2 separate regions of the Mus musculus genome follow, and region 1 is linked to region 2. Evidence: chromatin contacts called from public HiChIP or PLAC-seq data. All regions are on one chromosome and are shown on one strand. The core of a region is the stretch at or near the end of the contact, and the rest is flanking DNA. Distances in the headings are between cores, read along the strand shown. Region 1 holds the start of Gm11627 (predicted gene 11627). Region 2 has its middle 13 kb from the start of Ubtf.

What was found. HiChIP or PLAC-seq counts read pairs in DNA pulled down with a chosen protein or histone mark.
Region 1: an H3K27ac HiChIP or PLAC-seq map of embryonic stem cells shows a contact between it and region 2, with 11 read pairs. The contact joins two enhancer-like sites. A contact is called at or near these places in 1 of 39 promoter capture datasets (pre-B cells), 1 of 484 Hi-C or Micro-C datasets (embryonic stem cells) and 2 of 115 datasets of contacts at active chromatin or transcription factors (embryonic stem cells and pancreatic cancer cells).

Annotation. Positions count from the first base shown.
Region 1 is chr11:102,577,379-102,584,852 of GRCm38.p6, forward strand. It overlaps Gm11627 (predicted gene 11627), which reads right to left and starts at 1,741. Exons shown (of 3, transcript NR_040286.1): 1 at 1,610-1,741; 2 at 1,372-1,517. Within about 2 kb of position 5,068, at least 57 of the 459 cell types and tissues checked have an H3K27ac peak or open chromatin away from gene starts, as enhancers often do. A contact at or near this core is called in embryonic stem cells, where this site is marked.
Region 2 is chr11:102,328,000-102,335,427 of GRCm38.p6, forward strand. No RefSeq gene overlaps it. Among named protein-coding and RNA genes, the nearest start is that of Ubtf, 13 kb to the left of the region's middle. Within about 2 kb of position 1,777, at least 5 of the 459 cell types and tissues checked have an H3K27ac peak or open chromatin away from gene starts, as enhancers often do. A contact at or near this core is called in embryonic stem cells, where this site is marked.

The DNA of each region.
Region 1 (7,474 bases), core at 3,818-6,317, 250 kb after region 2:
TCTCCTGTAGCCTTACAACTGCTTCCTGCCCAAAGCTCCCTTCCTTTCTGGGGAGTCAGGTGGCCATGAAGGCTTCACAAGCTGAGGCACCGCACCCAGCTCCTCAGTAAGCTGAAGGACCTCAGATGTCTAACCCACCCAGGGCCTTCACAGGGAGGCACTGATATCTGGGAGCTCCCTGGGCAGGTCTGGGGCAAGGAACAGAAGCTTCACCTCACCCTAAGGTTAGGGCGTCAATCCCAGCATGCCTCCTTCCTTCCCACAGTTTCCGCTTCCACCCCTGACCTCTGCCCACCCCTGACCTCTGACAACTGTCACTTCTGCCCACCCCTCTTTCTGCCCACCCTCACCCCTGCTCATTCGTCATCCCTTCCCACCCTCACCCCTGCCCACCCTCACATCTTCCCACCCTTACCCCTGCCCACCCTCATCTCTGCTTAGGAGCTCATCTTCCTTCTCTCACTAACTCAGCTCTTTTCCCAGACAGCGCTTGGGAATTTCTGAAGAGAAAGGAAGTTTTTAACCCCCATAGGAAAGAATCCCCAGGCTTCCTGGGGCCGCACCCACCTCCCCTCTGAGAGTAGAACTGCAGTTGTGCCCTTTCTGATTTGGGGGGCCAGGTCTCAAGGCTATGAGGTTTTATTGGTTTTATTTTGACTTTTTAAAAATTTTATTTATTTATTTATTTATTTATTTATTTATGTGTGTGTGCGCGCGCGCGCGTGTGCGCGCACTACATGTGTGTACATGATGGAGACTGGAGGACAATTATGGGAGCTGGTTCTTTCCTACCGTATGGATTCAAGGGATCAACTTCTAGTCATCAAATTTGACAGCATGTCTCCTGCTCAGGGCTTAGAGGGTTGAGAGCCTATCAGAGATTGGTAAAAAGGAGCCGGCTCTCAGATGAGCACATTGCTGTGCACTGTAATTCCAGCCCTTTGTGTGCGCTACAAAGGGAGACCCTGCATCAAAACAAACAGCATAGTTCACATAGGGGGTCTCTGCACTTCGGAAGCAGAGGCAGGAGGATCATCATGAGTTCCAGACCGGCATGAAGCCAGTACAAGAGCTTGTGTCAAAAATAAGAGCCCTATTCCCCAAAGCAGCCAGACCTTTCTTTTTTTGTTCAAAAAAAAAAAAAAAAAAGGCCAGCCCATTCTCCATGGGGTTCCTGCTGGGCTTCCAAGTCAGCTCTGCTCTTACTCCTGTTATAAATTCTAAGAACCCCTGACTTCTCCTGTACTGGAGGCTGATATGAACTCAGGGAGGCTAATCCCTCAGCCCCCACCTCACCCCCGTCCCTGTCCCGTCCCGTCCCGTCCGGACACACCCCTTTATTGACCAACAGGATCCCAGAGTGTTGTATACCTCGCTCCACTCCTCACAAAGATCTTGGAGGCCTGAGAATTCCCTCCGAACATAGGATTTGCAACTCCAGCGGACACTGGCTGTCCCAGCGACTGTGTACGCCCTCCTCGAGGCCTGCGAAGTTCCCACCGTGCCGAGGGCGCCCCCTAGTGGAGACAAGAAAAACCCGTCAGAGACGTGGAGGGAAAGGGGAAAACCCTGGAAGGAAGCAATGTGTGTCAAAGGCTTGGAGAATCACCTAGCGAGACCGTCCCTCTTCCTCGCTCTCCTCCCTCTAGATTGGGGGTGAGCCTAGTCCCTGTCCGGTCGAAATGTGAGAGATCGAATGTTCTGTGCTCAAGCTGCGAGGAGAGAAAAGCTAGCCGTCCCCAGTTCCTCCTCCCTGCCACCCCCACCCTCCCTCCTACCCACCTCCTTCCCAGGGGATCTCTTATTAAAACCTCTTTTCCTTTGGTCGTTCTTCCTGATTTGGAGAGGGGATGGCTCAGGAAGGGAGGAGGGCTGCGGCAGTGTGGGTTTGCTTTGGGGTCCTCCAGCTTGAGCAAGCCCAGCCCTCCCTCTTCTTCCCCACCCCCCACCCTCGAGAGTTCTTGATTTGGCTCCTCTACGTGCTTCCTTCTTTGGCGAACTCCTAGGAAGGCCCGTGTCCCGGCAGGACACGGCAGGAAAGAGCAGAGAGGACACAAGGAGGGAACCAGAGAGACTCCAGAAGGTTGAAGGCTGGAATTAGGGGGTGAGGACCCGCGTCCTTCGAGCCTTGAGGGACATATGCAAAGAATTGCTAATTGCAACTAAACGAGGCCTCGGCGTGGGGGAAGGGGCAGCCCGGGCTGTCAGGGGCTACCGCCTCTTTGAGTGCCCGGGTAAGGCCAGGCCAGCCCGCTCTTCTCATGTAAAGCAGCTTTTTGTCTGGGGGAGCCAGAGCTGGGGCCAGGGGCTGGGGAAGGGGCCCAAGCCTTTGGCAAGTTTCTTGTTCCCCAGAAAGGGAGAAGGGTGCCGAGGCCTCCTCGGAGTGAGGACGCCCCCTCCCACTAACTCCCCCACCCCTGTCCCTTCTCAAGCTTTTTATGTGGGGGTTGATGGGGTGCTGCCCAGCAGGAGGGGGTGGGCCTGGGATCCTAGCACACACACACACACACACCCCTTGCTAGGCTGTGGGAAAGGACTGAGCACAAAGGAAAGGGCTGGCCCAGTGAGTTGGGAGACAGGGCAGCTCTGGTCCAGGGACGTCCTGAGCTTGGAGGATCTAGCACTGGAACCCCTTCTCCCCAAGGATGTCGTCAGGAGTTGCCCACGTGTTATCTGGTTGCCCGAGTCTTTCTCCTCCTAGAAGTAGACCTTCCCTGTTTGTCCGCAGGAGATGGGGTGGGGACAGGATTTTAGCCTGCTTCCTAACAGACTATGAGAGGAGATATCTTTGCTAAAAACAAAAAACAAAAAAGAGACTTGAGCTGCAAGCACTTAATCCCAGATACTAGGAAGACTGGGGCAAAAGAATCACTTGGCCTAGCAAATAGAAGCCTGCCCAGGCAACTTAGTGAGACCCTAGCCTCAAAAATAAATAAGTAGGGGCTGGAGAGATGCCTCAGCAGTTAACAGCACTGACTGCTCTTCCAAAGGTCCTGAGTTCAAATCCCAGAAACCACATGGTGGCTCACAACCATCCATAATGAGATCTGATGCCCTCTTCTGTTGTGTCTGAAGACAGTGACAGTGTACTTACATATAATAATAAATAAATCTTTAAATAAATAAATAAAGGTAATAATAACAATCGTGATACTGAGGCTTCTGGTCTATGGGACCAATACGATTGATGGTTTGTTTTTTGTTCTGAGTTAAGTTCCCACTATGTAGCCTTTAACTTCTGATTCTCTTGCTTTAGTCTGCTTGTTAGAGCCTACACCATGCACTGTTTAAGATCCTGGCCGCAGTAGTCCAAAACTCAGGAGGTAGAGACAGAAGGATCTCTGTGAGTTCAAGGCCTGCCTGGTCCGCATGAGTTCCGGGCTGGCCAGGGCTACATGGAGAGACTCTTGTGAAGATAGAAGGGTTTGTCCTCATACACAGGTTGCCGGGATAGCTCAGTCGGTCAGTGCCTGCCTAGCATTCACAAAGTCCCAAGTCTGATCTCCAGCACCACATATAACCAGGAATGGTGGAGCTTTGTGAGTTCAAAGCCTACCTGGTCTGTTGGACCTTCGGAGGTCCTGATACCAACATGGTCTACATAATGAGTTTCAGGCCAGCCTGGTCTATGTAGAGAAACCCAGTCTGGAAAGAAAATACTACAAAACAAGCTTCTACTACTTATGCTGTTCCCAGTGGTGGCCTCAGAGCTCCCATCCTGCAGACTAGAGAAACAGAGCCCAGCAGTGAACCAGCCCCGAAGAACAGACCCAGTTCAAGGGCTCGGGGAGAGTTGGATAAAAATCACTGGAGAGGTTGTTTATTTTCCTATGAGATGTCCACTGGTTCACTCAAGCAGGGCTGCTTTTCCTTCCTCCATTTTGGTGCTCTTTGGTCCGTCTCCTCATCACCATATGTCACTCTGTCTGGGCCCCTCAGCCAGGTGGAAGATGCGGACTTGCAGTCCACCAGATACCCAGGGATTCTTCGTCTCAGAGTGTCTTTGGCCAAGGGGCTCTGGCATCTGGCCAGTGCCTTTCTCCCTGCTAGACTGGCTCCCCACAGGCCCCTAATCCATCTCACGCAGCAGGAAGCCCTTAAGCTCCCTTTTCAATGCCCTTCCCCAGCCTGCTGTGGGCTCTGAGCCTTTCTATACCACCCTTGGCAGGAGCTATGTTATACAAGCTGGACAGAACTGCCCTTGGAAAGAGGTCATCTTGCCCCAAGCGGCTTCCTGCTCCTGGCTGGCTGGCTGGCTGCTTCTCTGCTGTAGCCTGGTCCTTTCCCCAGGGTCACCCTTCTAGTACGTTGCCTGGGCATCTCATGGCGCAGATAGCCCTGGCTAAATCACCATCAAAGTTCCACACGGTTCAGGTGGGGTAGAGAGGACGCTACAGAGACGGTGGGCAGGACACTGGGGTCTGCCACAAGTGTGGCAGGCAGAAGTGGCCTCTGGCTCTGTGCCATCAATCTTTTAAAAAGACCATTCTTCACTTTTCCCGATTCTTTCAGCCTCCACGGGGCATTCTCAGACTGTGATACTGCCCAGATAGCACCAGGCAAGCTTAGCCCTTGGGAGAAAAGAGCCAAGCAGAGGGGAGACAAGAGCTGGGGACACAGGTCCTTTCTTCCTAGGATGTAATACTAATTGCTTGTCAACCCTGGAGACTCGACAGCTTGAATCATTCTACAGTGGGCTTGGTTTCAAATCCCTAATCCTGTGACTCCAGCACACTGACTTGTTAATGGTTTTGATTTTTGGTTTGGAAAATATAAATTCTTTGTTCAAGCTGGCTCACATCTATAATTCCAGGACTTGGGAAAGCCGAGACAGGAGGATTGCCAAAACTTGTGAGTTCCAGGCCGATTGGACCTTAGAGCAAGCCCCAACCTACAAAACGCGCGTGTACTGTCTCTCTGCCCTCGACTGACTTCTGCACCCCCGTTTCTTCAGTGTCTCTCTGTGTGTGGGGTCTTCCCACCTAGGCCCCTTCAGCCTTGCCTGGAAGTCGGCAACCTAGGAGTGGCTGGAGAGAAGTTGGGGATGCTGCCAAGAGGTCGGTTTGTAGTTCAGATTCCTCTCATTCCAGACTCAGCAGGCTTTCTAAGGGAAGGGCTGTGATAGGGAGGAGGACCCTTGGTGCACCAGCTGTGGAGAGAAGAGGGGTGTTCGTTCTCTTTAGCTGACCCCCCCAACCACAAGTAGGACCCTAGGACCTGCGCGCACCAAGTACAGCCCTTGCCCCCTCAGCAGCCTGCACTTTAAGGCCCTCCCGACACGGGAGCCATAGTCAGGGCTAAGTTCTTTGCATTTTCCAGAGTCCCTCACTCTCCTGGGTGTGCTAAGGTGGGCATTTGGGGGCGGGGAGACTGAGCACAGGAGGAATTGCCTGGGAAGTGTGACTGGTTCAGCCCCAGTTTCAAAGAAGCCATAGTCCCCCCCAAATGAAGTTGGCCAAGTTTTGCTTTAACCCAGCAATGGGGTTTGTTATTCTATCCTGCAACTCCTAGGCCAAAGAATTCCTCAAGGGTTATCTGGGGTGACCTTGCCCTGGGGGAAGGCAACCTGAAACCCCACGCCTCCCTTCCCGGCGACTTCAGAGTGTAGAAATCCGTGTACCTGCACCTCTCCCTGGGAAACATCCCCTCTCCAACAGTGTCTTCCTGACCCAGGCAATGGAGGGAAAACAAACATTGCAGGCAAGGGTTGGGTGTCCATCAAATGAAGTGACCACTTTGTCTGACCTTCTCAACCCTTTAAGAAAGAAGATTAATGTCGCCTTTTGTCACTGAGTGACCTATGCCAGGAAGGACCACATTGGCTAGTTTAGGCTCAGTTGAGCTTCAGAAGTCGGAATAGAGAGCCTGGGTGGACTGAGGGACCTGAGAGAGGCGGTGGAGTCTCAGTTGGAGATGGAGTGTAGTGATGCTGACAGGTAAGAAAAAAATTCTTTGGGAGGTGGTGGTGGGGGTGAGATAGGGTTTTTGTTGTTGTTGTTGTTGTTGTTGCTTTGTTTTGTTTTGTTTTGTTTTTCTTCCCAAGGTGAGTTTCTCTGTGTAGCCCTGGCTGTCCCCAAACTCACTTGTGGACCAGGCTGACCTCTAACTCAAGAGATCCACCTGCCTCTGCCTTCTGAGTGTTGGGATCAAAGGTGTGTGTCACCACAACCCAGCACATAGATTGTGTTTAAAGAGGAGTCTTAACTCAGGAAGGGACTTCCATATAGGATCCTGTAGGGTCTGAAAGCTGGGTCTGAAGGAACATTTCTAATTCAGACCAGGGCCAAGGAGAAAAGAGAAAAGTTCAGGGGAAAAGAAATTCAGGAGGCCAATTTCTTGAGATAGCATCTTTTGATTGATTGATTGATTGATTTAAATTCTTTTGTTGTTTGTTTTTCGAGACAGAGTTTCTCTGTGTAGCCCTGGCTGTCCTGGAACTCACTTTGTAGACCAGGGTGGCCTCGAACTCAAAAACCCGCCTGCCTCTGCCTCCTGAGTGCTGGAATTACAGGCGTGCGCCACCACACCTGGCTTGATTGATTTAAATTTAAAAAAACCTATTTCTTCCCTCTGTCTTTCCCTCCAGACACTACAGAGATTCAGTTGAATTTCTAGGGCAGTTGATACCTCCTCCATCCGTGAGGCCTTGAAGGACCACTCGTTATTACTTTGAATGCTTTGTTAAGCAGTCCTCGTTTTTGGATAATTTTATGAACTAAGATTTGGACTGTGCCTTGGGTTGAGCATAGTGGGTGTGCAACTTTAATCCCAGCACTTGGGAGGCAGGGACAGGAAGATCTCTGTTTAGTCAAGAGTTCTAGGCCAGGGGCTAGAGAGTTGGCTCAATGGTTAAGAACGCTGGTTGTTCTCCAAGGGGACTCAGGTTCAATTCCCAGCAACCACCTGGCAGCTCACAACTGTCTTTAACTCCAGTTCCAGGGATCCAATGGCCTCTTTTGGCCTCTATGGGCACTGCATGTATAAAATACACAGACATAGATGTGGGCAAAACACCTCCATACTTAATAAAATAAAATAATCTTAAAAAAAAAAAAGGTTTAGACTACCTCAGAGACCTTCTCTGTCTATCCTATACAGGGAAAGGTGTCTACCCACAGCAAGATGATGAGATGATGGTTGAGTAGAGTTGGGTGTCCCAACTTTAGGGCGTGTTGATGGTGAATCTTGTCTTTTCTACTTTGGAGAATTGAACTCAGGACCTCTGGAAGAACAGTCTGTGCCCTTAACCTCTGAGCCATCTCTCCAGCCCCAGTTTGTGTTTCTTTTATTGGCTGGTTTCATTTATAACCAGGCAAATTCCCCATATACTGAAATTCAGAGTCTGAAGAATCTTGTAACCTCCCCATAAAAATCCCCTAAGTTGTTTAATTTATTTTATTATTATTATTTTATTTTTGTAATGGGAAGGAAAAGCTAGATTTTACCCAGTCCTCGCCAAGTCCCTTTCTCTTTA
Region 2 (7,428 bases), core at 527-3,026:
CTTCCAGGCTGGGTGGCCAGCAGCTTCCTAGCAGCCCTCTCTGACTCCGCCCTCTCTCTGACTCCGCCCTCTCCTCAGCCCAGGTAACATCTGCACAACACCCCAGCTTCTCTATTTTTGGGGCGTGAGGAGGTATTGGTTTTTGTTTGTTTGTTTGGTTGGTTGGTTGGTTGGTTGGTTGGTTGGTTGTTGTTTTTCGAGACAGGGTTTCTCTGTATAGCCCTGGCTGTCCTGGAACTCACTCTGTAGATCAGGCTGGCCTCGAACTCAGAAATCCACCTGCCTCTGCCTCCCGAGTGCTGGGATTAAAGGTTTTTGGTTTGGTTTGGTTTGGTTTTTTGAGACAGATTTTTCCTGTCTTGGCCCAGACTGTCTAAGTTCTGTAGACCAGGCTGGTCAAAAAAGTCACAGATATCCACCTGCCTCTGACTCCCCCCCGCCCCTCGGGGTGCTAGAATTAAAGAAGAGGGCCACCACCGCCTGGGCCACTACATCTTTCTTTTTGGACTCGCTCCAAGGGTCAAACTTAGGTCATTAGGTATACAGAAATAAAGCTTTTACCCGTTACCACGTCTCTCAGCCCTTGTTTTCCAGTTCCTTCCAGCTATTCTGATGATTGTCAGCTGTCAGGACACAGGAGGGGGGGTGTCATTCAGTAATCATTCAGATGTCTTGATGGTGAAGATAGAGGCTGTCCTCTGGGTCGCTCTGGTCTTCATCTTAGATGCAGTCTGTTTTGGCTAACCCTCCTGAACAGGCATCTCTACCCCGAGGGTGAGCATCCTTTCCTCGCAGCCAGGGAAGCTCTCCCTTCCACTGCCTCTTCTTTCTGCTCCTCATCCCTAAGGGTGCTGAGGTATGAAGGCTCAGCTTGTCTGACTTATTGAACTTGAAATTCGTGTCATTAAAGGGTCCATTAGAGGAGTGAGACTTTTCCCTGGCTGATCTTAAATAGGTGTTGCTATTGCCTGGCAGTGGTCCTGATTACCACTCCTAGCTTTAGGACGACCTCCGTCTGATTTCTTACCTAAGACAGAGGATTTGATTCCCCAAAGAAAAGAAGCTGCACTGTTTGGTAGGTCCTCGTCCTCTTCAACAGAGACAGTTGAAGTTTGATCCTGGAGCTAAGATACATTTTTAAAAGCCTATGTGGTGTGGGCAGTGGTGGCACATGCCTTTAATCCCAGCACTCGGGAGGTAGAGGCAGGCGGATTTCTGAGTTCGAGGCCAGCCTGGTCTACAAAGTGAGTTCCAGGACAGCCAGGGCTATACAGAGAAACCCTGTCTCGAAAAAAAACCAAAAAAATAAAATAAATAAAAAATAAAAGCTTATGTGTAGTACAACTAATTTAAACTTATCCCCATCTAGCTTACAAATAAATGAGATTCAGACATCAGTTATTTTATTTGGCTTTGACAATTACTGGGGGCTAATCCTCAATCTACTTTTCTAACCTGCTGGCCTGGCTACCTCCCCAGAGGTGCCCCCCCCCCAATATTTGCAGTTTCTTCTGGCCATGTGCTCACAGTACTTCTCTCAAAGTGTTTCCTCCTCCTCCTCTTCTTCCTCCTCCTCCTCTTCCTCCTTGCCTCTCCACTCCCAACTCTAATCCCTCCTGTAATTGGCTGTAAGCACTTTGTTTTACTAGTAGTTTTAAAAACTAAGGAACAAGGTTTGCACAACAAAAGCTGGTAACCTTGAGAATTCTTTCATAGCAGGACCCCCCCCCTACAGAATTTAGCATTACAATACATAGCAACTGACCAAACCCCAACACCAGTGGGCTTGTCTTTCAGGACTCCACTACTATTTAGATAAAAATAGCAGACTAACATAGGTGTTCAACCTTGCTTCTGGGTGATATTACCTTCAAAAGAAGCCATATGCTTAATAGTAGAATAAACAAGCTGGGCAGTACTTGGGAGGCAGAGGCAGGGGCATTTCTAAGGCCAGTGTGGTCTACTGAGTGAGTTCCAGGACTGCCAGGGCTACACAGAGAAACCCTATCTCAAAAAACAAAACAAAACAAACAAACAAACAAACAAAAAAGTAGAATAACAAGAACCATTTCCTTCCATACTGTAGGACAGCTGGATCTGGCTGCTTAAGACCATTATCCTAGCATTTTTGACAATCGGAGGCAAGAATATTGAATACTCAAAGACTGAATTACAATGAAAAGCCTGAGGAGGTATTTCAGTAGTAGATAACTTACCTGGTGTGCATGAGGCCTTGGATTCAATTTCCAGAACTACAGTCAACTACTAACAAGCATGTAGGAGGGGCCTTGGCCTTCGGGAAGCCAAATAAAGATGTCTGTTCCTATGTGATCATATATATCACAGGTCTCTTAGTGCAACGTCTGCTACTCTTGTCTTGGCATCTAAGTGCTTTGACAGAAACTGCCTCAATAGCTCAAAATGTGCACAGTGTGGGGTAGACAACAGAAAACCAGTGTATACCATGAAAATAAAAACGTTAGGTCAGCCAGGCATGCTGGTGCATGCCTTTAATCCCAGCTCTCTGGAGGCAGAGGCAGAGGCAGGCGGATTTCTGAGTTCGAGGCCAGCCTGGTCTACAAAGTGAGTTCCAGGACAGCCAGGGCTATACAGAGAAACCATGTCTCGAAAAAAAAAACAAAACAAAAAACAAAAGTTAAGTAGCTAGAGTATTTACATTGCCCTTTTTACTTGATAAATAATACTACATAGGAAGTCAGATCAGGGGGAAATCAAATGTATACCCCAATAATAAAATGACTATTCCCTAAGCCAACCTGGATATGCCTAGTAATGCTAGTGAGACTGGGAATCTATGCATCTCAAAGGTGTATATAGTCTTTGTTCCCAGTGTTCGCCAGGTTAGGCTAGGGTGATCAGATTCTGCTACATGGGCTGGCCAGTGAGTCCGACAGATCTCTGACTCCTCGGTACTGAGATTGCAAGTGCAGGCCACTGCATCCAGCTTTCTGTGTGGGTGCTGGGGATTAAACTCAGGTCTTCGTGCTTGCACAGTGAGCATGCAATGGAGCTATTGCCCGGCTCATGTTTGGCTTTCTCATGCTGAATGTGAGCATGCTCTACGTCAGCGCGCACAGCTCACTCAGCGCCCCTCCACTCTCCGATCCTTTCGTGTAGTAGCCATTGGGCAGCAATTTATAGTTCTGTAATTTCCAAATGAGGATATGTGAGACAGGAATGTACCGCATTGATGTTCAGCCGGCGGTCACTCAGTCACAAGAGTCTTCATTTAAAGGCTTTTCTTTTTTTTTTTTTTTTAAAAGATTTATTTATTCATTATATGTAAGTACACTGTAGCTGTCTTCAGACACTCGAGAAGAGAGAGTCAGATCTCGTTATGGACGGTTGTGAGCCATCATGTGGTTGCTGGGATTTGAACTCAGTACATTTGGAAGAGCAGACAGTGTTCTTAACCGCTAAGCCATCTCTCCAGCCCCTTAATGGCTTTTCTTACGGAAGTCCTGTGTCCCTAGGAGTTACATTAAACCCAGAAAACTAAGACAAGTTAGTGCGAACTAAAAGTCCAGGAAGGCTGTGTCCAGGGACCCCTGGGTTGTCCTCTGGGAGGTCTTCTTCACTTTAGGCAGGTTAAGGCACCACCAGTGTGACTGTGGAAACTCATTGGCTTTTCTGCCCGAGCAACCCCTGGATCCCTGCCTTGAGATCTTGGGACAGCTAACATAGTGCTGAGTCTCTTCTCAGATCCATAGCTTACCAGGGACCCCCTGAATGAACCACGTGGAGCCAGGATCCATGCAAAAAGCAAGAGGAATCTATTGTTCCAGTGCACTGGGGTCATCCCAGACCGGAAGGAGAAGTGATAACCCTGGACCCATTCAGGGGTGGGGTGGGGGTGGGGTTACATGGTTTCCAGGGGCAGAATAGAGCATCAGCAACTGGATACAAAATGCACCCTTTAAACTGATTGGTCTTTAGGGAATAAGGTGCATCCTTTAAACTGATTGGTCTTTAGGGAATAAGGTGACAAGGACTTCTCTTATCTGAAGGTCAGTCCTGCGGAATGTGTCCCCACTTGAAGGTTCTGGTGGGTTCCCACCCTTTGGTCAGAGAAATGTTAATTAGCCTCTCCCTCCTTGGGGGCGGGGGGGGGGGGGTGAGTGTTTCAAGACCTTCCCAAAGTTCCTGAGCTGACCTTTTCATTAGCACCGTGCCTCCTGCTCTTTGCCTCACTAAAGGGCATAGGAGGATGCCCTCTCTGTCTGCTTTATATTGCCATTGAGTGTTATTCTTTTTTTTCCATTTTTTATTAGGTATTTAGCTCATTTACATTTCCAATGCTATACCAAAAGTCCCCCATATCCACCCACCCCCACTCCCCTGCCCACCCACTCCCCCTTTTTGGCCCTGGTGTTCCCCTGTACTGGGGCATATAAAGTTTGCAAGTCCAATGGGCCTCTCTTTCCAGTGATGGCCTTGAGTGTTATTCTTAGGAAGCTCTCCCATGTTGTCTGTCTGTCTGTCTATCTATCTATCTATCTTATCTATCTATCTATCTATCTATCTATCTATCTATCTATCTATCTACCTACCTATCTATCTACCTACCTATCTATCTGAGACAGGGTTTCTCTGTGTAGCCCAGACTGTCCTAGAACTTGCTTTGTAGACCAGACTGGCCTTGAACTCAGATCTACCTGCCTGCCTCTGCCTCCTGAATGCTGGGATGGGATTAAAGTTATGCACCAGTAGTGCCTGGCTTATTTGCTTGTTTGTTTGCTGTTGTTAGTCTCCTATGTAGCCCAGGCTAGCCTGGAACTCACAGAGTTCAACCTGCTTTGCCTCTCAGTGCTGGGATTAAAGGCAGATAGCACCACACCCAGCTTGGTTCTCGTTTATTTTATTTTATTTAATAAAAGCTTTATTTATTTTTATCCTATTTTAGTTATTAAAATTTTGGACTTTCTGAAACAACTTCTGACTGAGTTCAGGCTAATGAAAACTACGAAGGAAGCTGAAGGTGGCCATGGGTTGATCTTTCCTGCTCTGGCTCCCCAATGCTGAGGTGACAGGTGTTTGTTACCACAAACTTAACCATTCTCATTGTGAGAGCCCTTGCTTATTGATAACCTACCTAGGAGCCATACTGTTGTGCAACAATTTCCTCTGAGATGAAACTTTTTGAGGGAAGCTCCTGAAGTCACAGAATGGTCTAAATGGTGGAACATTCCATCCTGCAAGGAAGCACCTCAGCTCAGGAAGTAAACAACTCAAAGGCTTTAGGAAGTTCCTGAAACTGACCAAAAACACTAGGTCCCTCCCTCTGGGAACATATATACTAAGGGCTGCTGAGTAATACTCCAAGGCTAGACAGCCTAGAACATTCCTAGACCAGCTGAGCTGACTGAAAGAGACTCTCCAAATTGTGGAACTGTCAGCAAAGCAAGCCCCTTGCCAAGTTTTTAAAGGTGAAAAATTGTCTGAATGTTTCTTCCACAGCATTAGACAATCCTTACTCAGAAATCTGTACTTCAAAGTACTCTTGCTCTGGGAGGTGGTGGCACATGCCTTTAACCCCAGCACTTGGGAGGCAGAGGCAGGCAGATTTCTGAGTTCAAGGCCAGCCTGGTCTACAGAGTGAGTTCCAGGATAGCCAGGGCTACACAGAGAAACCCTGTCTTGAAAAACCAAAAAAACCAAACCAAAAAAAAAAAAACCCAAACAAACAAACAAACAAAACAAAACAAAAAAACCCCAAAGTACTCTTGCTAGGAACAAAGTAGAAATTTTGTGTTTAAAAGACACAAAACCACCTAGGAGCTGATGCAGAGGCCATGGAGGGTGCTGCTTACTGGCTTTTTTGCATAGCCAGCTCAGCCTGCTTTCTTACAGAACTCAGGACCCCACCAGCCTAGGAATATCAATCCCAAGGTCAACTTCTAGATGTGAAATAACTGGACAGATCCGAGGCAAAGGAGCTGAGGCCTGCAATGGGAGGCCCGGGTCCAGTGTGTGTCTCTGCTTTGCTTCTTTACCCAGCCCCACTTCCTGTTATCTTTCTCTGCAGTAAATTCAATTACCTGTATAAGATTAATGAATGGCTTAAGATAAAGAGCCCTAGGATCTTGTCCTAGGCTCTAAGGAAGAAAGAATACAAAAGAAATTCTTACCTAAAGGGAAACACACCGAGATCAAGACTAGATAACCATGGTAACGGGCCACATGCCTCACCAAGTCAGCTCCTGATGCCAAAAAAAAAAAAAAAAAATGTTCAGGAAGGTTTTCTCTGGGTCAACACTTGTCTGGCTGTTGTCAGGAACTCCAGGTTGATTTCTCTCGATCTCTCAGAAGCGAGGTGCCCAAAGCTAGCACTTGTTTTTTGTTTTGTTTTTTTATTTTTTATTTTCCTTTTGTTTGTACAGTAAGTCTTGTGCATGCTTTCTTTCTTTTTTTTTTCTTTTTCTTTTTCTTTTTCTTTTTCTTTTTTTTTTTTTTTTGGTTTTTCAAGACAGGGTTTCTCTGTAGCTCTGGCTGTCCTGGAACTCACTCTATAGACCAGGCTGGCCTCGAACTCAGAAATCTGCCTGCCTCTGCCTCCCAAGTGCTGGGATCACCCGCTCCTTGTATTGTTTTTAACCCAGGTCCCCTGGAAGAGCAGCCAGTGCTCTTAATAGCTGAGTTGTCTCTCCAGGTCCTTTTTCCTGCTTCTTGAAAGTAACTCTTTGTGAAAAACGGGTCTTATAGCTTTATTTTCAACTAAATATCCTGTCACCCTTTATATTCTATTGTCCCAGCCTCACTGTATCCTGATTTATGTTTCAAGATAGTTACTTTGGGGATTAAAGAAACCTCAGGTAAGGAGGGCGGGATGGCCAGGCAGGACAGATGCTTGCTGCCAAGTCAAATGACCGGAGTTGTGTTCTGGCTTCTTTAGGTCCACTGCGGGATTACATGCTGTGCAGACACACATTCACTAAACAAACAAACAAACAAACAAACAAATAAAATGTAACAAAGATAAATTAGCTCCGAGGTTAAAAAGGAATGATTTCCTTTTTCTTTGTTGCTTGTTTTGACCCCAAGACTATGTGGTCTTGGCTGGCCTGAATTTCACGCAGCTGCTCTGGTGTCCCAGTACCTCTCTCCTGCCACTCCACCCCCACCCTCAAGACTTCCTGGCCTTATTGTCCTTGGGTGACACAGGATGGCTGCAGTCCAGAGTCTCATTGCTTTCTTAGGCTTGGAAGGCTAGCGGCTAACTGGGCTCTCCTTTTAATCCCACAGACAAACCCTGGGAAACCAGCTTCTCATGTACCCTGTAGGAGATTTAGGGAGGAACAGAATAGTCTGGCATATTCTGAAACAGTTCCCAGGCAGAAGCAGAAGGGGGAGTTTCCATAGATACATAAGGCAAGCACTGGGTGGGACACCTGGGGATACCACAGCCCA